Regions from separate parts of the Bombyx mori genome. Here region 1 is linked to region 2. A link is a contact called in public Hi-C data. All regions are on one chromosome and are shown on one strand. Each heading gives the region's core, a stretch centred on a gene start, on an enhancer-like site or on the middle of the called end of the contact. The rest is flanking DNA. Distances are from core to core; before and after follow the strand shown.

The links. A called contact is a pair of places that touch in the nucleus more often than the background predicts.
Region 1: a Hi-C map of whole pupa shows a contact between it and region 2, with 4 times the contacts expected there. The contact joins two enhancer-like sites. A contact is called at or near these places in 3 of 7 Hi-C or Micro-C datasets (posterior silk gland and whole pupa).

What each region holds. Positions count from the first base shown.
Region 1 is chr24:18,482,854-18,486,840 of ASM3026992v2, reverse strand. It overlaps LOC101740817 (protein hu-li tai shao), which reads right to left. Exons shown (of 19, transcript XM_062675946.1): 5 at 2,719-2,851; 6 at 1,913-2,083; 7 at 1,114-1,502; 8 at 389-526. Among protein-coding and RNA genes, the nearest start is that of LOC101740675, 33 kb to the left of the region's middle. Within about 2 kb of position 1,935, at least 5 of the 8 cell types and tissues checked have open chromatin away from gene starts, as enhancers often do.
Region 2 is chr24:18,434,159-18,438,183 of ASM3026992v2, reverse strand. All of the region lies in intron 1 of LOC101740817 (protein hu-li tai shao), which reads right to left. Among protein-coding and RNA genes, the nearest start is that of LOC101740817, 10 kb to the right of the region's middle. Within about 2 kb of position 2,528, at least 5 of the 8 cell types and tissues checked have open chromatin away from gene starts, as enhancers often do.

The DNA.
Region 1 (3,987 bases), core at 686-3,185, 49 kb before region 2:
TCACCCGCGGCACGACAATAACCGCGGGTAACATCGCGGGACTTAGCTATCTTAGGACTTAGCAATTGTAAAATATCATGATTCCGAAGCGAAGCGAGGGCGGGTCGCTAGTACATAATAATAATCGACTGACTCAATGTTATAGTAATTAGCGGCCCGACTATAGGGTCGAGGGTCGTGGGTTCGATTCTCGCGTCGGGCAAACATTCGTGAGATGAACGTTTTGTTTGCTCTTTATCTGGACGTTTATCATCTATATATGTATATATTTAAACGTATATAAGTATGTATTAGTCAGTCTCTGGTAGCCACATAACACAGGGACCGAATGACCGTGCGTCAGTATTAAGTATAGATGAGGGAGGCAGCGGCCGCGTGGTGCGCTCACCTTGATGAGGGGATGCCTGTAGATGTAGCCGGTGCGGAAGCCGGCGTTGTCCAGCATCCGCATCAGAGCCTCGAACTCTTCGCCGCCCACGCGCCACTTGCTCGCGTCGGCGGGCGGCTTGCGGGACGCCTCGTACATCTGACGCATACGAACCGGCAAGATACAGATACATGGCCAAGAGCAGCACGGGTTAAATGTTTAGGGGCGTCATCAGAGTCATAGGGGATGATATCGCCGCTGGCCTAACCTTCAGACTGGAAGGTGCTATTGCTTTAGACAGGACATAGGACTTATGGTAGGCAGCGGCTTGGCTCTGCCCCTGGCATTGCTGACGTCCATGAGCGACGGTGACTACTTACCATCAGGTGGGCCGCATGCTCGACTGCCTACAAAGGCAATAAAAAAAATAAAAAAAACATATCTCGATTTTGGGGCTGATGATTTTTCTCCCACGATATCATTTATTCAGTGAGTAAGTCAACCAGGTTTTTTTTTATTGCTTATATGGGTGGACGAGCTCAAAGCCCATCTTGAGATATAAGTTCTAAGGTCTCAAATATAGTTACAACAATTGCTCCGCCTTTTAAACCGAAACGCAGTACTGCTTCACGGCACAAATAGAGAGGGCGGTGGTACCTACACGACTCACAAGAAGTCCCACCACTAGGCGGACGCGCTAATACTTAGAAAAATAGGGGTGAGGGGTGTTGGGGGGCTGTACGTACCTGTCTCTGCGTTTCATCGTCAAGCAGGATGAGGTCATCGAGCGGCGTGGCTGCTAACTTCAGTTGCGCGTCGGTGGCGGCGGTGAGCAGACGCGCGTGCAGGAAGGCCTCCTCCAGCGTGGCACCGCAGCACAGCGCTCCGGCCCCGCTCAGCACCACGACCTTGGCGTGCGGGCCCAGCGCGCGGACCAGCTTGTCGCGCTCGGCGTTGTCCAGCACGCCGTAGGGTAGAGTGTGGTACGCGACCTCGCCGAGAAGGGCCGCCTCCTGGCATAGGGGCAGGACGCCGCGCCGCGTGGCGGACACGGCGAGAGCGGAGGGCGCGCGCACGTGCACCACGCAGCGCAGGTCCGGACGGGCCGCGTGCACGGACGCGTGCACCGAGAAACCTGACGGACCAGGGTTGCTTTTTTTTTTCTTTTTTTCCTACCTAAGCTGATAGCCTTGAGAGACTATTTCAGCGTAACCTTAACTAGTAGGTGAGCTCACGGGGCTCAAACCTGACGACGTTGCTAACACGAACCCTAACAAGAGCAGTGCTTCGCAGAATCTACCACCGGATCGGAAACGCGACCCACTGATAAGATCCGGCGAGAAGCTCAGTGGGCTGTGTCTGTGGGTTAATTTACTCGCCAAGCCCTTCGTTCGATGAGGACGGTGACCGAATCAACCCTATCTTCATCTTCAAGTACTAGTCATGGATCACGACTTTGTCACACAACAATCGACCCTCAAACTTGCATCCCATCAGGTTCACTGCGAACACGGAGTCACACGTTGCCTAGTTACCGGTCATTACCTTCGACGTTGACCGGAAAGTTGGTGGTGCCCTGGTCCTGGACGACGCCCTGCATGTCCACCTTAACCAGAGACGAGGCGGTCACCTCGTGGGGCAGCAGACCGCGCGGCGACGTCAGCACCTGCTCCTCGGCCGTGTTCAGACGGGCCGTTATCTGCCCCGTCACTCCGGCTATGGACAAATCGGTCTACGTCACCACACTGGTTTTACTGGTGGTAGGACTTCTTGTGAGTCCGCACGGGTAGGTACTACCACCGCCCCGCCTATTTCTGCCGTGAAGCAGTAATGCATTTCGGTTTGAAGGGTGGGCAGCCGCTGTAACTGTACCGAGACCTTAGAACTTATATCTCAAGGTGGGTGGCGTATTTACGTTGTAGATGTCTATGGGCTCCAGTAACCACTTAACACCAGGTGGGCTGTGAGCTCGTCCATCCATCTAATCAATAAAAAATAAATAAATAAAAGATGTCGAGTGATTCAGATTTGGCATGGTATAAGCACGGGTATTTTCTAATTAATTCTATAAATTTTTCGGGCATTGTCCGGTATTTTAATACACATTCACTCGGACGCTAAAATAAAATTTGTTAATAATTACAACGCCTGACGTCGAAGCGTCCTAACGCCGCGACAGAACGTTGCGTACTTACAGCGCTGGGGCTCGGTTTGACAGTACATTACCACAGTAGTACAACACATCTCGGCGTCATAACGCGCCGTCGCGGCAGTTTACCGTTCTGACGCGCGCTAACTACGAGTTCTGTTTGACGAAGCCTCTAACCAACACCTATGATAAACAAACTCACTTGTCGTCCAACCAAACAAATCCACCAGCCGGTACACGGCGGCCAGCTTGCAGCGGAGTATCTTCTCCCCCTTCTCATACCCTATGCCTTCGATACCTCGGATGTCGTTGATCGGCAAAACGCAGCTAGGACCCTGACAATGAAATTATATCAGTACACAGACTACGCCCAAATCTATATATTACTTTTTTTTCCCCTACCTATGCTGATAGCATTGAGAGGCTATTTCAGCTTCGCCCTAACGTTTGTAGGTGAGCTCACGGGGCTCAAACCGGAGAGCTGCTAACACTGACCCTAGCAAGAGCAGTGCTTCGCAGAATCTACCATCGGATATATTACTAGCGACCCGCCTTCGCTTCGCTTCGGAAACTAATTTATTATTGATTTCTCAACTATTTAATGGATGTTATTATACATATAAACCTTCCTCTTCAATCACTATATCTATTAAAAAAACCGCATCAAAATCCGTTGCGTAGTTTTAAAGATTTAAGCATACAAAGGGACAGACAGATATAGGGACAGAGAAAGCAACTTTGTTTTATACTATGTAGTGATTAATACGTGAAGCAAAAACTTTGTACCCCTTTTTAAGAAAATTGCGCGGACGGAGAAGTATGGTATTTCCCACACTTATACCGAATATAGAGGAGGAGTGCATTATAATAAAATAAATTTAAATTAAGCAAAAAAAATACATTAAATCATTTAAAAAAAAACTATAACACACTACCGTGTATTTGACACACACGCACACGCATGCATACTATTTATTTATTGTCAAACTTTTCTTATTGTAACGAACGGCGTCAACGAACCGCGCTTTTACAAGGCGCTGTCTTCATCTACGGGACATGTCGGGATTGAACCAACCAAAAGCTCATTCTAGCTCATCGGATCGATAATTTGAAGAGTGAAAAGACCATTGCACCATACAATTAAGACCTCATATCTCAAGGTCTACAGGTCATGAGCTTGTTTGTTCACGCATCTTCTTCTTTTTCTCCAGCTTATCCCACTAGGTGGAGTCAGCACAGCTAATTTTTCTCTTCCATTCTCTTCTATCAGCCCTCATCTCAACACTCCTCTCTCTCTCATATCGTCATTCACACACTCCATCCATGTCTTCTTCGGTCGACCTCTTCCCCATGTACCTTGCACTACGCATCACATGTCCAAGCTTGTTCACGCATCCAATGCTATAAAGAATTTCTATAAGACCTCGCACGGTAGCTCATTACTATCGCGAACCAGCGATATATTCGGCTG
Region 2 (4,025 bases), core at 1,279-3,778:
ACGTCAAATTTCGAGTCAATCCGACGTTTTGAAGGGGGTCAAAATCACGGTATGAAGCTAATAAAGGCGCATTAAAAACTAGACTACCAGTTTGGCAATTGATTAAGGGATTTTATGACCTGGTAACTAAGACTTTTAGGTCAAGTCTTATTTTAATTTTTATGAAAACTTTTTTTATTACAAAAAATTATATACTATGAAACGAAATGAAGTTGATTAATATGAAACATGGCATGAAATGAAATGATATGGGATGAAATATAATCTCAGTAAAATGGTGGTCATTTACCGAGATTTTTTCAGTTGACTTTTTGGAGGATCCCGAGAAGCTACGTACGTCCAGCGACTTTGTTTCATTTTCCCACATTTGTACACTTTCACAGTTATACTAAACAGTTAATAAATCACCGTTATTACACATTTAAACCTCGAAAACACTAAATAGATAAAATAAAACAAATCACACACAAATTCACTCCTCGCGTTCCCGCCAAAATGTCCTTTAGCAATTTAAAAATAGTAACGTCATTTTATTTATGCCATATTTCGAATGAATACTCAGACATCCTTAAAGGAGCGATATTTATAAGGAATCCCTTGAGTCTGGCGGTGTGCCAGCGACTCGAACCGCGTCAGCTATTGTCAGAATTTATTCCTAATGGGTGGAGCATTAATGGACTGGTGGGTTAACGAAACAGAACAAGGAGTATCCAAATTCGTAGATGCGGTAGTTTCTTCATTAAAAAATAAATAAATATAAATATTTACTAACGATCACGCCACGTTAACTGTTCCCGTGTTAAGTTCGTAAAGGACTTGTGTTACAGGTACCAGATAACGGAAATAAATGTAAGTTTTTTTATTATATACACACACATATATTTAATATACATCCATAACCCTGGAAAAAACATTTATATTTATAATACAAATATCTTCTCTTGGCGGGATTCGAGCCCGCGACCCCCTTATGTAGTGACCATGTCACTTACCACTACACCAGACGGCCGTTCATTATTATTGCCACTGAGTTTCACGCCGGGTCTTCTCAGTGGGTCACGATCTCGATCCAGCGGTAGATTCAGCGAAGCACTGCTCTTGCTGGGGTTGGTGTTAACAATTTCTCCCAGGTTGAGTCCGTGAGCTCATCTACCCGTCCGCGCGTAGCCGGAACAGCCTTATAGGCTACCAGCGAAGAAGTGGGGGAGAAAAAAATCCCACTAGACTTCTATTAAATCTTTACCAAGGACATGACCATGTCTATACCGCCATCGTCCACCGAATACGAGATGGGGTTCCGCTAATATTACGCCACCATTATCCTATTTCGGTTTGAAGGGAGCGGGACATGCCTTATACATGCGTTTCGGGCAGCGACTTGGTCGTGCCACTTACCATTATGTGGGCCGTATGATCTTTTTTTATTTTTTTTATTGCTTAGATGGGTGGACGAGCTTACAGCCCACCTGGTGTGGTTACTGGAGCCCATAGACATCTACGACGTAAATGCGCCACCCGCCTTGAGACTTCAGTTCTAAGGTCTCAGTATAGTTACAACGGCTGTCCCACCCTTCAAACCGAAACGCATTACTGCTTTACGGCAGAAATAGGCAGGGTGGTGGTGGTACCTACCCGCGCGGACTCACAAGTGGTCCTACCACCAGAAGATCGTCTGCCTACTATGTCTAAAAATTTAGATTAATTGTGATTGAAACTTGTCGAAGCCATCCAAGGCGATGAAGTATACTGAGCGACCGGATATCAAACCCGGATCGTGTGGCACTAACCCCACGAGATGTTAGATTACACACGAAGCTAATTACAATGCTTTGCTTGATTGTCTGCAAAATCGGTTTACGGGCGATAGTTTTAAGTGATGATAAACTCAGTAGCGGAACTATTCAAACTGCTAGTTCTGACGTCACGCCAGAAGAGAGATAAACGTGTCACAAGCCAACGCTTGGGCCGATATTGCCTCTCTATCGCTTGTTCCGGGCTCTCGCTTGCACGATCACGCTCAGGCGGAACGTGACACTTTTTCGTGCGTGCAGTTGCCGTTCATCTATACTAATATACAAATCTACAGTGGTTTTTACGGATGTTCCGTTATAACTACTAAACCATGCATCCGATTGACTTGAAACTTCGTATCCATGCAGAAAATACATGTACTTAATGAATAGGCTAATGTTTATAAGAGTGTTGGACTCCCTACACCAGTTGCGGGGACGTTAATGATGAGAATCTTTGTGGGGGTGAAAAATAATAAAGTTAATTTTAAATGCCCATCGAAGCGGACGGGTACAGCTAATCGATTTGAAAGAACGTTATCACGTCAAAAAAACACCTAATTGCGACAACGACCCCATATCATGCATCGTTCACTTAAGAGCACTCGAATCATGACCCATACCCGCCTATAGGATTGAAACATGTTCAATACACATTCCCATGTTTGGCTTGGTTTTAGTTTTATTAATACATATCAACTTTTCCTGCATTGCTTATTGCCTCAGCGTTATTATCTAGGCCAGGGCGCTGATAAGGCGCGCGGCGTTTGATTAAATCAAATAATGCACATATACTAGAACGTACGGGTCACGTGTCTTTTTATTAACCGACTTCAAAAAAGGAGGAGGTTCTCAATTCGACTTTTTTTTATTTTTTTTTATTTCCCTTGTAGGCAGACGAGCATACGGCCCACCTGATGGTGAGTGGTTACCGTCGCCCATGGACTTCAGCAATGCCAGGGGCAGAGCCTAGCCGTTGCCTACCTACGCGCTTATGTTGGTCACCTCATAACTTTTGATTGGGTAAATCGATTTTGATGATTCTTTATCAATTAGAAAGCTGACGCTTCCCGTGTGACAATTTAGTCCAGTTATGATAATGGTATCCATGAGAAAACCATATACATAATTTGCATTAAGTACGTGCGCGACAAATAGATGAATAATTCAATAACTCAATATCACGCTAACCGATTTCGATGATTATTGTTTTTAGTGTATATTAAATTTGTTTTGGAATATCTTTTTTTTTCTATTTGAAGTCGGTTTTTGTTAAACCATGTCTATTTACATTTATTTTTATCTTCACGACTAACGTACCGTGTTCCGGTGGAGACGTTTGGTTCTCAACCATAGCGCAATACCGCCCGTCACCCAACTCAAGGCTTCAGCTCAAAACATACAAATTATGACTGGTCTCTGCTTCAAAATGAGTACATAGTATTTATTGCCTTTTGTAGACAAGTATACATTTCTTAACTGCAGATTTAATTTGGTGGACCGACCAAATTAAAACTGCAGTGGGAGGTCCCCTAAATGAGTGCAGTAGAATGGCCTCGAGCAGGGAGAGATGGCGCGACATCGTGAGACGCATCAAGTCTGCCCCTTCCAACACTACATGACGATCACGACCACTCTGTCAAGAGTGACACGACTGAGAAGAAGAAGATACATTTCTTTGTTTTTTTTTTTTCGTACGATCTAGAGAGACCGGCGTACATATTAGCGTAACCTTAACTAGTAGATGAGCTCACGGGACTCAAGCTAGACGACGTTGCTAACACTAGCCCTAGCAAGAGCCGTGCTTCGCAGAATCTACCACCGGATCGGAAACGTGACCCACTGAGAAGATCCGGCGAGAAACTCAGTGGGCTGTGTCTGTGGGTTAATTTACTCCTCGAGCCCTTCGTCGCAAGCGACTAGTTCGACAATGACCGGTGCTTGGGGTACCTAAAAGCACCGTTAGTGGATCGGGAGGATCCGAGATAACGTGTTTTGGGCGACGTCGACTGTTTACCATTTGGTCAGCAGGATCGGGGATGTAGTTACCGGCGGACACGATGAGAGGATTCACGTGTCGTGCCGCTTTATCGAAGTGGAGACAAGCATACAGCCCACCTGATACCGCTGATAAAGCTGAGGATCAACATCATCTTTATCAACGTATAGCAGCCCACTGCTGGACGTAGGCCCCTCCAATAGCACGCCACTGAGCACGATCCTCGGCTTCTCTTA